Regions from separate parts of the Sus scrofa genome. Here region 2 is linked to region 1. Evidence: chromatin contacts called from public HiChIP or PLAC-seq data. All regions are on one chromosome and are shown on one strand. The core of a region is the stretch at or near the end of the contact, and the rest is flanking DNA. Distances in the headings are between cores, read along the strand shown.

Region 1 (6,738 bases), core at 2,184-4,683:
GCTGGGTCCAGAACAAGCGCAGGGATGTGGACCTTTGTCCTGCCATTCTGATATGGTAGTCAGACCAGAATCTTCTGTAGTCACGGGTCACCTGGTCGCGTGCTCCCTCTTCAGGGAACAAGAACTGCGGAAGAGTATGGATTTAAGGAGTTGGCCCGGGTCTAAGACATGACCTTTTCCTGGGGCACCTGTGGCCCTTCAGCTGAAGGGCAGGGGCTCTTGTTAAGGGCATTCTGCTGCCCTTAATCCAAAGTCTGGCTCTGGCCAGTGTGGGCATATAGTGAAGCGAGTGACGTGTTCGCAGCTCCTGTCTCCTTCTGCTAATGGGTCCTGTGAACCACGTCTACCTGGGGCTCCCCAACCCCTGGGAACCAGCCTGGCATGCTGTGGGGGACACCCGGGGCCCAGAGGTATGGGGGCAGCTCTGGCTTCCACCAAGGAAGTGCCAGGGATCTGCCCGGTGCTCAGATATGGAGGCGAATGTGGGCCGGCCCCTGCTCTCGGGACCTTGGGTCTTTTTCAGTTCTGTCGTCTGTCTGGTGGGAGTGGCCACCCTCACCTCAGTCACAGAGCTGTCCAGTGAGCAAAGGAGAGAGTGACGAGTGGGCTTTGTGAATGGAAAATGCCCGTGATGTGGTTTTGGGGGGAATTCATGGCCAGAGAAGACCATGGCGGTCAATTCCATCACAGCCCCTGTCCCTGTCCTGGGCTGGCGGTGGCACCACCCACAGGGCCCCCCCCTGCAGCGGAGTGACTGAGGGGTGGGGGCGTGAGTCTCCGGGTGTTTGTCCAGGTGCAGATGTGGGTAATTTCCAGCATCAGAGTGACTCAACCTCAGATGAGCAGCTTTCATCCGAAATCAGAGTCAGAGAAGGCTGGCCCCTACTCCGTGGGTGTGGGTGTGTGGAAGGGAGGGGGGTGGAAAGTGAGGCTATCTGGACTCCAGTCCACGATCTTGCCTCATGACCTTGACTATCTCACCTCCTCTCTCTGAACGGAAACCCCTTCCTCCTTTCCTCTGAGAAAGAGGAGCTGGACCAAGAATCTAGAGGGGGTGTGTGTGTGTGTGTGTGTTTCTTTGCAATCTCTGCCCAAGGTGATGGCTGTGCCTGAGGCTGTGCTTCCAGCCTCAGTGCCACCTGGACAAGCGGAGGGGACCCGTCCACTACAGACCAGGCTGTTCAGAGGCCCTTCGGGAAACAGACTCACCTTCCAGCCTGAACTCTGCTTTGGGGATGAGAGGGGGCTTCAGCTTCCAGGCTCCTCGGTGCAGAGGGTGGGGCGTATTCTGGGAAGGGGAGCTGGCAGGGTCACTCTGCACTGGTGCCTCTCCCTTTGACGATACGTCTGTCCCGAAGATCTTCCCTGGCCCTGGACGGCCCTTCCTGGCTCCAGCTTCCGGAGCTAAGTTGTGTGGGTACTGTCGGCCTTGGGGGGCTACGCTGAGCCTGTTGAAAGAGCTACACGTGGGAGGAGGAGGACCGGAGGTGGAACAGAATTTCTTGGCTCCATCAGGGTGTGTCATCTTTGAAGGGTGATGTTTTTAGATGACGCCCCCTCCCCCCCAGGTTCTGAATAAGAAACGACATGTCCTAAACAGCTCTGCGACTTCTGCCAAATCTTTGCTGACGACATGAACCACCCTGGGGACAGGGCAGTGAGAGCGTACTCTTTGGGAGCCACCAGGCCTGGGCTCAAAGCCCAGCTCTGCCACCAACTCCCTGCCTGATCTTGGCAAGTGAGCTGTCCCAAGCCTTGGCTTGAGTTGACGCATAACAGGGAATAAACTGTGTATTTTGTAACGTCATGGCCTGCACTTAGAGAAGGACTTAAAAGCTAAGCTCCTTTTAGAGTTTATCGAGGGGGAGGGATCAACCTTCTCTCTCCACCAGATGGAGATTTCACCAGATCAGCATTTACCGAAGCCTGCTCTGTGGGACCCAGGACGCGAGGAGACATCTCGCTCGCGGAGGGCCTGGTGCTGGGAGCGAGGGTGGGCCATGCTGGGTTAAGCACAGCCACGCTGGGCTTTTCAGCGCGTGGCCCTCATGTGCAGAGACTTGGGAAGCTCCACGCGTGAGCGCCTCGTGCAGCGTTTCTGCAGAGTCGTCTGCCCAGGGGACTCTCTTCCCACAGGGCACCCCACGGGACACATTTGGGGAAGAGCTGCCATCACATACGTCCTTCTCTCTTAGCTCCCAGGAAGCTTCTGTCTCCACTGGAGGCTCACACAGAGTAACCACATCAGCCGGGATCTGGGTATATTTATACCCCGCCCCACTCTGCGGTGCTGCTTTTTCTATTTTTGTTTTGCTGTACATGTATTTTTCAGTGCAGGATGCCTCAGAGGCTTCGGGGAAGTGAGGAAGGTGGGGGTGGCCTCTTCTGGAGATGGAAGAGCCCACACTAGGACCGTGGGTGATTCTGAGCCCTCAGGAGCGGAGCGCAGTTCACCGTGGCCGTGATTCTGCCTGTCCCTCGGAAGACTGGGGTGACGCAGTCCTTAGGGACTCCTTGGAATTCTGATTATTTTGCCCCCCGGGAATGAAGGAAGAAGGGCAAGTGTCAGCAGGTGTATATCCTGCAGGAACCACTTAAGAAAGTCAAAGCCACCCTGGACTGGACACTGCTGACCTCAAAAATGACACTGTTTCTTGACGTAGCTGTCTTAAGTCTGTCCTAAGAAAGACAGAGACAGATAGGCTGTGGGCGGAAAGCCCTGGCTTTTGAGGAGGTGGTCTCAGGTGCGAGGGAGCCAATCGGAGTCAGGGCCAGTTCTGCCATGGGCACCCCCAGGAGCCAAAGCCCAAGCACTGTGTCCCAGGAGCCTGCCTGCACCTGCAGGGAGTGGCCAGGAGCACTGTCACACAAAGGCTGGCTGTGTCCTGCCTCTTGAAGTGGCCTCGACTTCTTTCTTTGACCCCTGAGTCCCCAGGAAATAAGTCTCCCTGTGTATCTTTCAATTGACCTATGAGGGTAGGTGGGATAAAGTGCCCCCCCCCCCCGTCTTTCTCCAGTGTGTTTCGCTCTGCTAGAAGCAAACCATTAGCGGGGAGGGAAATCAGTGTAGTAGGCTGGAGAACGGGAGCTGGAGTAGAAAGTATTAGGATGCATCGGCTGCAGTAAGGGTTAAGCACTGTTTCATGGAAGAAAGACAGAGAGATAGTTAGGCATGGGCTGTGGTAGCAAAGGCTACTGTGGGCTGTACTCAGTGGCACCTGGAAGTCACCAGCTAGCAGATTCCAGGCACTGGCACCAGCAGGCAGGCTGCATCTGCTCTTGGGTCTGTTCTGGGCTCTGGGACCCTATCCCAGGCTGAGTTATCCCTCCACGCCCAGACAACAACGTGCCCCAAAGAGAGGTGCTTGCAATGTTCTTTGCCCCTGAAGTGCACCTGCTGCTGTATCTGCAGACCCGCGGGGGGGATGGCCGCTCCCTGGCAGTGCCAAGGGTATACGATGACAGAGGCAGCTGAGCCTGAGCCTGGTCTCCATGGACAGCATTTATTAGGCGCCATTCTCAGTGTGAAGACAGATAGGCAAGGAGGGGCTGAAGGGAGGCCGTGGCAGCTGCGGCCTTTGGGGTCCAGGGGCTGCCCGGGGTGAGGGTGTGGGCGTGGGGGCAAGGCACCCACGCCTATTGCATATTCTGTGGCAGTGTGCCCAGGCATAAGGCATTGGGGAAGCAGAAAGGCTGCCTGCAGTGGGAGGGGCTGAGGGGGAAGCAACACTGACCTTCCAGTTCCCTGGGAAAGACCCGGCTGGAGACCGAGCAGGCGGCCACGCTCTGCCAGGCCGTTTGGCCACCTTCCCCACCATCTCTCTGTAACTTTGGTTGTGGCTCCCTCGGGACAGACGGGACAGGACCCCTCGAGGGCAGGGTCACACACAGGACAGAGGCAGCCAGCACTGCCCCGCACCGCCCCCATAAACACAGAGGGCACCCCTGGGTCCTTCTCTCTGCGGCGCCCGGGCAGCCAGCTCCTCCACACTAAGACGGGACTCACACACAGGCCCGGCCAGACTTCCCTCCCAGGGGTGCCCAGAGGCCGAGCAGACGGCTGGGGTGGTGGTGGGGTGGGGGGCGGTGCTGAGGCTGATCACTCTGTGGGCCCCCACTTCAGCTTCCCTAATGCCAGGGCTGGCCTTGCTCAGCAGAGCTAAGGAGCTGATATGGGGACGGTAAGAAGGGGTGGCATCCAGGGGAGAGACCCCTCACCCACTCCTTGATGCTGTCGGGTCACCGTCCCAGCTCCGCCCCCGTGGTACCCAGGGTTTCACCTCCACCTGCCGGAAGGTAGGTAGGTGGGCACATCTGGGAGAGGTGCTCCTGGCTGCAGCTGTAGCTTTTCTCTAGCTACTCGGAACACAGGCACCAACGCTGGCTGTGGGGCCAGGGCTAATGTCCCAGTAGGATACGCCTGGTGGCTCTTTAGGCCGCTCTGGCTGATTCCCAAACTCCTAGAGCCCTAGCTCCTGGCCTTTCTTCCACGAGACCCAGGCCTGCTTATCTGGTTCCTAGGATGCCCGTTTGTAAGCAGACAGTCCAGAGACGAAGGGGTCCTACCCTGCCTCAGCAGCTCATTCAGAGCCCTGCCTTGTGGTCAAGCGGAGGAGTGGCTGAGCCCGGCACTGGCTCAGTCCCGGGCTCTGGTTCTAGTCTAAGGCCCAGTTGACCACACAAGGCCAGGGCGCGTAGGCCAGGAACTCTGCTTTCAAGAGCGGGCAGGGGAGTCGGAAGGAGAGAGCACGGAGGCTCAGAACAAGCAGCCTGGGTTCTTGCTTCCCTTTGCCTTTCGCTACTTGTGTCACCTTGGGCAAGTCACTTCACCTGTCTGGGTCTCAGTGTCATCTGTAACACGGGGTTGAGAACCCCTGCCCCGGGGACCTAACTGGGGTGTGGTGAGAGTCGAACGAACCCAGTAGTCAGGACAGGGTTTTCAAACTCACTCCACAGACCTAAGAATTGGTAATTAGCAGCAGCGGCCAGGGATGGAGAGCAGGAAGTGTTCTGTTTGGTACTAAGGGCAGTGTCTGGAAGGCTGGACTCCCCTGGCCCCCCAGAAGGGTGTGACTGGAGGCCAGTTAGCTCTCACCTTCCCGGGGACCACCCGGCAGACCGGAGGGCCCCTGCCTCCCCCTTCCCTTCTCTGCCCCTCCTGCACCCCGGCCTGTCCTTGCTTCCATCTGCCTGCCTTCTGGGACTAGCTTCAGAGACGGCAGAGTTTCCATTTCCTCCATAACTGCAAAGCCATGCAAAACACAAAAGGGAGTGGGAGACGGGGAGACACCGCTGGGGATGAGGAAGAAGAGTGGGACCGAGTGGGGGTGACCTCGACAAAGACACCTTGACATCTGGAGCCCAGGGAAGGTGGGAGACCTGGCAGGACAGAGGTATAAATAGAGATGCAAACGGACAAGGAACACGAAGTTCCCTCCGGGAGGAGGAGGGGGAGGGGGTGGTGGTCTGGATACCAGCAGGGCCTCTGCGGACTGGGGAGCTCCTTATGTTTCCAAAGGGATGGGAGGCTCCCAGCTTCTGTCTTTCCTCCCCCGAACCCCCCCTCCCCCAAGTTTCACATTTCTCGGAATTTGCAGGGCGCAGTGGGGGCTCCAGGGGTCCTCAGAGCCCGGGCACCTGCGGGCTGGTTCAAGCAGGCACAGTTGGAGATGGGGGGCGGGGGGGGGAAGGTTGTAGGGATGTAGGGGCACCCCAAGGGGCCGAAGGCGGCTAGGGCGGTCTTCTCGCAACCACCCCCGCCGCTGCTCCTCCGGGCAGGAGGCCCCCGCCCGCGCTCCCGGTCCTGCAGGCCCCGCCGGGCGTTCACACGGAGCTCCTGCGCTTCATGAGGCCGCGGAAGGTGGACAGGCTGTGCAGGCCCGTGGACACGGAGCTGATGGCGGAGCGCTGCGCCCCGCTGCACAGGCAGCGGTGCGAGGGCGTGTCGCTGTAGCGGCCGCCCCCTCCCGGGGACGAGTGGCTCTGCTCGACGCACGTGTCGGACGTGGAGAGGTCCCGCGGGATGATCATGGGGATGGAGTACTGCAGCTTCTCGCGGCTCTTGTACCAGAGGCACGAGCACATGGACTGGAAGTGCAGCACCTCGGCGTAGACGTTGCGGAAGCCGCCGCCGCCGCCGCCGCCCGCCGCCGCCGTGGACGAGGCGGTGTCCGTGGTGTGCGCGCTGCCACCCGCGCAGCCCGCGCCGCCGCCTCCGCCCGCCTGCCCGTTGCGCGTGAGCAGCGCGCGGTGCTCGGCGTCGCGCTTCTCGTCCTCGGCGTTCATGGTCATGAAGCGCAGCACCACGAGGTTCAGAAAGGCGCCGATGACCGTGAGGCCCGTGAGGATGTAGACGAAGCTAAAGGCCACGTACTGCGGCTGCGTCTGCAGCGCCTGGTCCTTCTGCAGCGCCACGTAGTCGCCGAAGCCGATGGTGGTGAGCGTGATGAAGCAGTAGTAGTAGGCCTGAAAGAAGGTCCAGTGCTCGTAGTAGGAGAAGGCGGCGGCGCCTATGCACAGTGTGCTAATGCACGAGAAGAAGCCGATGAGCACCATGTTGGCCATGGACACGTCGGCGCGCCGCATGCCCAGCCCCCTCTTGGCGCGGTGCAGCAGGTACTTCACGAAGGTGTTGATGCGCTCGCCCAGGCTCTGGAACATGACCAGCGTGAGCGGGATGCCCAAGAGCGCGTAGAACATGCAGAACACCTTGCCGCCGTCTGTGCTGGGCGCTGCGTG
Region 2 (6,623 bases), core at 3,977-6,476, 690 kb after region 1:
ATAACTTTTAAATTAAAAAACTTTTTAGAGGAGTTCCTTAGTAGCTCAATGGGTTAAGGATCCAGTGTTGTCACTGCTATGACTTGAGTTCAGTCTCTGGCTCCTGAATTTCCACATGGCACAGGCATGGCCAAAAAAAAAGCTTTTAAAAAGCTTCTCTCTCTCTCTTTTTCCCTCTTCACAAAAATAAAATAGTTTGCATATACTGAGAAACCATTTACAGATTTTAAAAATTAAAACTGCTATCTTAAAAGAACTTAAAAATTTGGGGGGGGGGAGTTCCCATCGTGGCACAGCAGAAACAAATCCCAGTAGGAACCATACCATGAGGTTGTGGGTTCGATCCATGGCCTTGCTTATTGGGTTAAGGATCCTGGGCATTGCCATGAGCTGTCGTGTAAGTCGAAGACACGGCTTGGATCCCAGGTTGCTGTGGCTGTGGTGTAGGCCGGCAGCTACAGCTCTGATTGGACCCCTAGCCTGGGAACCTCTATATGCTGCCAGTGTGGCCCTAGAAAAGACAAAAAAAAAAAAAAAAGAAAAAGAAAAAGAATCCATGCTACACTGGTGAAGACGCCAAATCTTAACCACTGGACCACCAGGGAACTCCTCTTAATAACTTTTAGAAAGAAAGAAGTCCTCCAGAATACATCTTTGCTTATTGCTGAACTATTTATTGCCTTTCCTAGCCTCTTATTCCTCTTTTTGTTTTAAAGGTGAATTTATGCTCTTTACATGCTCTGTTGTGGGCCGCAGAAAGCCCCCTGTTCTGGGTGGGGCACCGTGGAGGTAGTTGCCTGTAATGTTATTTTCCCACCTTTGCTTTTTCTTCCAATTTCCATCCGAATCCCTCTTGCTCTGGGAAGGTAATGCGAAGTGAGAAAGAGGCCGTGTTTTCTTTGCCATTAGGAAGCCTGAAAATTGAGATCATTCCTCAAAAGCTGCCTTCTTTACTTACTTACTCTGCAGTGTTTTCCACACTCTGGTGAGAACCGGTCTCAACACACATACCCATGTGATGAAAATTGACCTAAGTTGCATATGGTTGCTCCCCAGCCTGTGTTTGTGCATCTACATCAGCAGCATTTCTAACTGGAACCCAAAGGGACTGTGTTGAGGCATTGGTGGTTTAATGGTAGAATTCTTGCCTCCCAAATGGACTGGGTTCCCTTAAAATGGTACATTATACATATAAAGATATAATCCATTCTCAAGATTTTTCAAAATTATGGTTAAGTGTATTTACAACTTAACCATGCTGTTTTATGCAGAATATGTATGTATTTCCTTGGTATACATACAGAGTGTATATTTTGTGTAGAAAATATCAAGCTATATCTGTGTCAAGATAAAAAGTATTAGGAGTTCCCTTCGTGGCTCAGTGGTTAACAAACCCCACTAGGATCCACGAGGTTGGATGCAGGTTCGCTCAGTGGGTTAAGGATCCAGCGTTGCCGTGAGCTGTGGTGGAGGTCACAGTCGAGGCTCGAATCCGACGTTACTGTGGCTTCCGTGTAGGCCAGTGGCTACAGCTCCAATTCAACCCCTAGCCTGGGAACCACCATATGCCATGTATCTGGCCCTAAAATAGCAAAAAAAAAAAAAAGTATTAAGGCAATTGTGACATCACAGTGTTTTCCACTGTATTTAAATACAATCGATATAAACAAGTGATATAAATTTCTTTAAGAACAAATTCCAGGAGTTCTCTTGTGGCTCAGCAGGTGGAGGATCTGGTGTTATCACTACAGTGCCTCAGGTTGCTGCTGTGGCATGGGTTCGGTCCCTGGCCCGGGAACTTCTGCATGCTGCAGGTGCAACTAAAAAAGGAAAAAAAGAAAAAGAGTCCAATAAATAAGTTACTTCAAAAAGACTTATTTTAAAAACACCAGGTAATGGAGCTCCCGTCGTGGCTCAGTGGAAACGAATCTGACTGGTATCCATGAGGATGCAAGTTCGATCCCTGGCCTTGCTTAGTGGGTTAAGGATCCAGTGTTGCCCTGCGCTGTGGTGTAGGTCGAAGACGCAGTTCTGATCTGGCGTTGCTCTGGCTGTGGCGTAGGCCGGAGGCTACAGATCCGATTAGACCCCTAGCCTGGGAACCTCCTTATGCCACGGGTGTGGCCCTAAAAAGACAAAAAAAAAAAAAAAAAAGCAGGTAATCAACTCTATGCTATTCTGAATTACTACTACAAATTATTTTCTTTTTTTCAATGTCACTGTCCATTGTCTGATAACTGCAATAAATAATATTTATCTAGGAGATCCTGCTGAGTAGCATTGAGAACTTTGTCTAGATACTCATGTTGCAACAGAACAAAGGGTGGGGAAAAAAATGTAATTGTAATGTGTACATGTAAGGATAACTTGATCCCCTTGCTGTACAGTGGGAAAATTAAAAAAAAATAATAATAATAATATTTATCTTAGGACCTTTAAAGAATCACGAAAATACAAAAGAAAAGGCATAATATGAAACAAATTTTTTTAAAATTTTATTTTTGTGTTTTTAGGGCCACGCCCATGGCATATGGAGGTTCCCAGGCTAGGGGTCGAATTGAAGCTGCAGCCATCGGCCTACACCAGAACCACAGCAACTCAGGATCTGAGCCTCGTCTGCAACCTACACCACAGCTTACAGCAATGCTGGATCTTAACCCACTGAGCGAGGCCAGGGATCGAACCCACGTCCTCATGGACACTAGTCAGGTTCATCACCACTGAGCCACAGCAGGAACCCCCTGAAACAAATTTTTTTAATTAAATTTTTTTTTAGCAGCAGTTGGTGGTCAAAATGAAGTCAGAACACTTCCCTCCTAATTGAAACTCCCAAGGGTGATTGTGACTCAGCACAGAGAGCCCCAGGGTAGCACTGCAGTGTAAGAGTCACTGGCCTGGACCTCCTGGATCATCTGCCCCCAGCCCCTCCTTTCAACAGGGGAAGGCTTGGGGTGGGCGGGGGGCAGTGCTTGGATGCAGCTTCACCCATTTTGAGGAGCCCTGAGGTCTGAGGCTATAGAACAAAATGCGTCTCTGGGAGGAATCGGGTCCCACTGTTTGCAGCAGAGCTTAATCAGGGCTGAAAACCTCTTTCTTCCCAAAGCATATTTAACTAATCAAGCCATTGTCCCACATGCTCAAGTCAAGTGTGGAATATTTTGTTTCACTTGAGCCTGTGGTATTCTGGGGATGAGAACACTGATGGCTGCTCAAAGGGAGAAGAAGACAGCATTGTCAGAAAGAAATTACCTAATGTCATGCTGTCCCTTTTGGTGGAAAACACCCCCCGGCCCACCACCAAGCATTTACCCCACATGCTCTTCCCGGCAGCTCTGTTGGGGAGTTCTTGAAACACACTCTGCTCTGCTCCTGTCAACTTATTTTGGAGGTCTGTCCCATTTTCTTTTTTCTCCACTATCTCTGTGCCATGGCTTGTTGATACCCAGTAACTTCAGGTGCGGTGCCTTCCACAACCACAATTTTGTGTTAGAGTTTCTTTGGGGGACAAAAAAAAGAAAATTTCTGCAGCCATCTGCAGCAACCACTATTTTACAAGTATGACCTTTTATTTTTGCTTTTTCATAATAGACTTCATTTTTTAATTGCGTTTGTTCAAAACTGCCTTCTAAGGGTTGTGTATTTGGCAACGTCTGTAGCCCATGGTTTACAAAGTTCTGTTTGTAACTTTAGCCCTTTGGCCTTTGCAATCTCTGCCACCCTGCATTCTTTTCAGAGGCTTCATGGTGCAGTAGAGACTGCATTTGGGACTTAGAGCATTCTGAATTCTAGCCCCTGCTCTGCCTTGGGAAGGTTGTTTAACCTCTCTGAACCCAGGTTTCTTCACTTGCAAAGTCAGGACGATAAAGTAAAATAAAAATCCCTGCAGGGTGGTCGAGATTGAAATGAGATGATGTGTGGGAGGCTGTAGGTCAATACTTGGCACAGAGGAGATGATCCAGAAATGGTTCCACTCCTACCAGTAAGCCAGTAGGATGATTGTGGGGGCTCTGGGGAAACCGGCTTGCCGTCATCCCTTAGAAGTGCCATAGAAGGACAATGCAGTGTGTTGCTTTTGTTTCAGATGTTGATTTATTTATTTATTTTATTTTATTTTTTTACTTTAGCACCACACCCACGGCATATGGAGGTTCCCAGGATAGGGGTCAAATCAGAGCTACAGCTGACCGCCTACACCACAGCCACAGCCACAGCAACACAGGATCCTTAACCCACTGAGTGAGGCCAGGGATCAAACCCGTATCCTCAAAGATACTAGTTGGATTCGTTTCCGCTGATCCATGACAGGAATTCCAGATTTTGATTTTTTTTATACAGGCTGCCTCCAAATTGAGAGAGGGAGAGAGAGGGAGAGGGAGCGAGGGAGAAGCCGGGGCGGGGGGGGGGGGGGGGGGGGAGAGGGAGAACGCCAGCGCATTCCTGGCTCTAAATAGAATCGGGATAGAAAGTTACACTGGTTTCATTACAGAGGCAACGTTTACCTCAGTCAGAACATTCTCAGCTCTGGGTTGAGTCCCTAGATTCATTCACAGGCCCAGGACAGCTGCAGAAGAATCTGCAACAGGGCACAGTGTCTGCCTTCCCAGGCAGGTTGTGGGCCGTGTGAAGGGCCCCTGGGAGAGGAGCGGGATCTTATTCGCGCAGGGGATGCTGCGAGGTGGACAGCTGACCTGCAGGGCCGAAGGGGCCCGATCATGCAGAAAAGTCGGATTTGCTGCGGCAGGTGCTTGTAAAGGACTTGGAAAATACATCCTGTGAGGCTGGCTGCTGGTTCTCAGGGCAGGAGAGGGAAGGCGGCGAGCTGACCGAGCTGGTAGTGAGATTGGGGTCAGCCTCTGCCGTGAGGCTGAGAGAGGGCTTTTTAACAGTAAGGGAAGAAAGAAGACTGTGATAGCAGCTGTGTCGAGGGAGGGTCCTAAGAGAACGCTGAAGGATCTGCTAAGCACAGGATAACTGGGTTTCTTTCGGCGGGGGTGGGGTGGGGGGATGAATACATGCAGAGCCAGGCCTCCACTCAGGGGCTGTCAGCCACAACTCGCTTACTACAAAGGGATCAATCAGGGCAAGAAGGCCTGGAGCAGAAGAGAGGACATGGGAAGTTCGGTGTCCCAGTTACAGACTCCCCTCCCCCACCCCCTTCTGCCTGCCCGCCACCCAGAATAGCCCTGGCATCTTTATTGGGTCAGGCTGCCAATTCACGCTCATCCACTGCTTTGCTCGCCCAGCCCTGTCCCCCTGTCCTGTTCCCAGAGCTTGCAGCCTGCAAGGGACATGCAGGCCCAGACTGTTCTGTGGGTGCTCCCTCAAAGACAGCCCAGCATCAGAAGAAGAGTATTTGGGAAGGTTCAGTTCTGAGCCTCTTCCCAGTTGTAGGACTTTGGACCCTAAAGGCACTTTGCTTTCTGAGCCTCTTGATCTGCCCTGTCTACACCTCAGGAGGTTGCTGTAAAGCTCCAGTGGGCATAGATGCTCCTTGCAATTGCCAAGTTGTTCTGTGACGGGTGTTCCTGCTCCCTCCCTCAGCGCTGCCGCTGTTCCTGGGCACAGCCCTCCCACCTCTCAGAGGGTGCGCAGCAGCAGAACAAACCGGGGCCTCTACAGCCTCATCCTTCCTTGTTTTCAGCTGTGAAGAGGGGTCAGCAGGGGCCCGACGTGGGATCCAGTGCTTTTGTATGTGCCCTTGGTTAAAAACCCCGAGAGTGTTGCTTCTCATTCCTCTGTGCTGCAGAAGGCAGGCGTTGCTCTGTCGGCTCCTGTACGGCTTGTTCTACTATTCAAGGACAGAATGTCCTATCTCTGAATTACCCAGCCTGTTTCTTCTCTTCTGTCTTCTAACTGTCTGCCTTTTGGCTTTTTTCATTGCTCATTTGTATCCCTGCTTGAAATTAGCACATGGAATTGAGAATAAATAGTCATCGCAGCTGCCATGTGTGGAGCCCTTCTGTGGGGTACTGTGCTGAGTGATTTTCTGGATTAATCTCAGCCATTCTGTTTGATAAGAATGAGATAGCTAGGCTCAGAGATCATAAGCCACTTCCCAAGGTAACAGAGCTCTAAGGGGTAGAGCCAAGTTCAAACGCAGATCTGTCTGACTCCAAATCCTGTACTTTTTTTTTTTTTTTTAACAAGAGAAATAAAAGCAAGTTTATTGACATGCATACCTTGTGTACACATGGAAGCTGCCCAGGGTAAAATGACAAACTCAGGAAATTCCTGTTGTGGCTCAGCGAGTTAAGAACTTGACATAGTGTCGGTGAGGATGCAGGCCTCACTTCGTGGATTAAGCATCCACTGAGTCACAGATGCGGTCACAGATGTGGCTCAGATGTGGCATTTCTGTGGCTGTGGCATAGGCCAGCAGCTGCAGCTCTGATTCAACCCCTAGCCTGAGAACTTCCATATAACACAGGTGCAAAATCCTGTATTTTTTTTTTAATGTAAATAACTCTCTTGTTTTCTGTCTTTTTTGTGTGTTTGCTTTGAGTAGTAAAATTCCTCACACTCCTTAAGTTGCTGAAAGTAAAATGTCTAACATACCATGAGTCGGCCAGGAATATAGAGCAATGGAAACGTCTTCATAGATACAGCCACTTTATTTTATTTTA

The links. HiChIP or PLAC-seq counts read pairs in DNA pulled down with a chosen protein or histone mark.
Region 2: an H3K27ac HiChIP or PLAC-seq map of skeletal muscle shows a contact between it and region 1. The contact joins two enhancer-like sites. A contact is called at or near these places in 3 of 47 Hi-C or Micro-C datasets (embryonic fibroblasts, heart right ventricle and mesenteric adipose tissue) and 1 of 2 datasets of contacts at active chromatin or transcription factors (skeletal muscle).

What each region holds. Positions count from the first base shown.
Region 1 is chr3:112,316,933-112,323,670 of Sscrofa11.1, forward strand. KCNK3 (potassium two pore domain channel subfamily K member 3) reads right to left here. Exons shown (of 2, transcript NM_001315680.1): 2 at 5,514-6,738. The coding sequence ends at 5,824. Among named protein-coding and RNA genes, the nearest start is that of SLC35F6, 23 kb to the left of the region's middle. Within about 2 kb of position 3,434, at least 4 of the 83 cell types and tissues checked have an H3K27ac peak or open chromatin away from gene starts, as enhancers often do. A contact at or near this core is called in skeletal muscle, where this site is marked.
Region 2 is chr3:113,001,900-113,008,522 of Sscrofa11.1, forward strand. The region is part of intron 8 of KIF3C (kinesin-like protein KIF3C); the gene reads left to right. Among named protein-coding and RNA genes, the nearest start is that of ASXL2, 40 kb to the right of the region's middle. Within about 2 kb of position 5,227, at least 24 of the 83 cell types and tissues checked have an H3K27ac peak or open chromatin away from gene starts, as enhancers often do. A contact at or near this core is called in skeletal muscle, where this site is marked.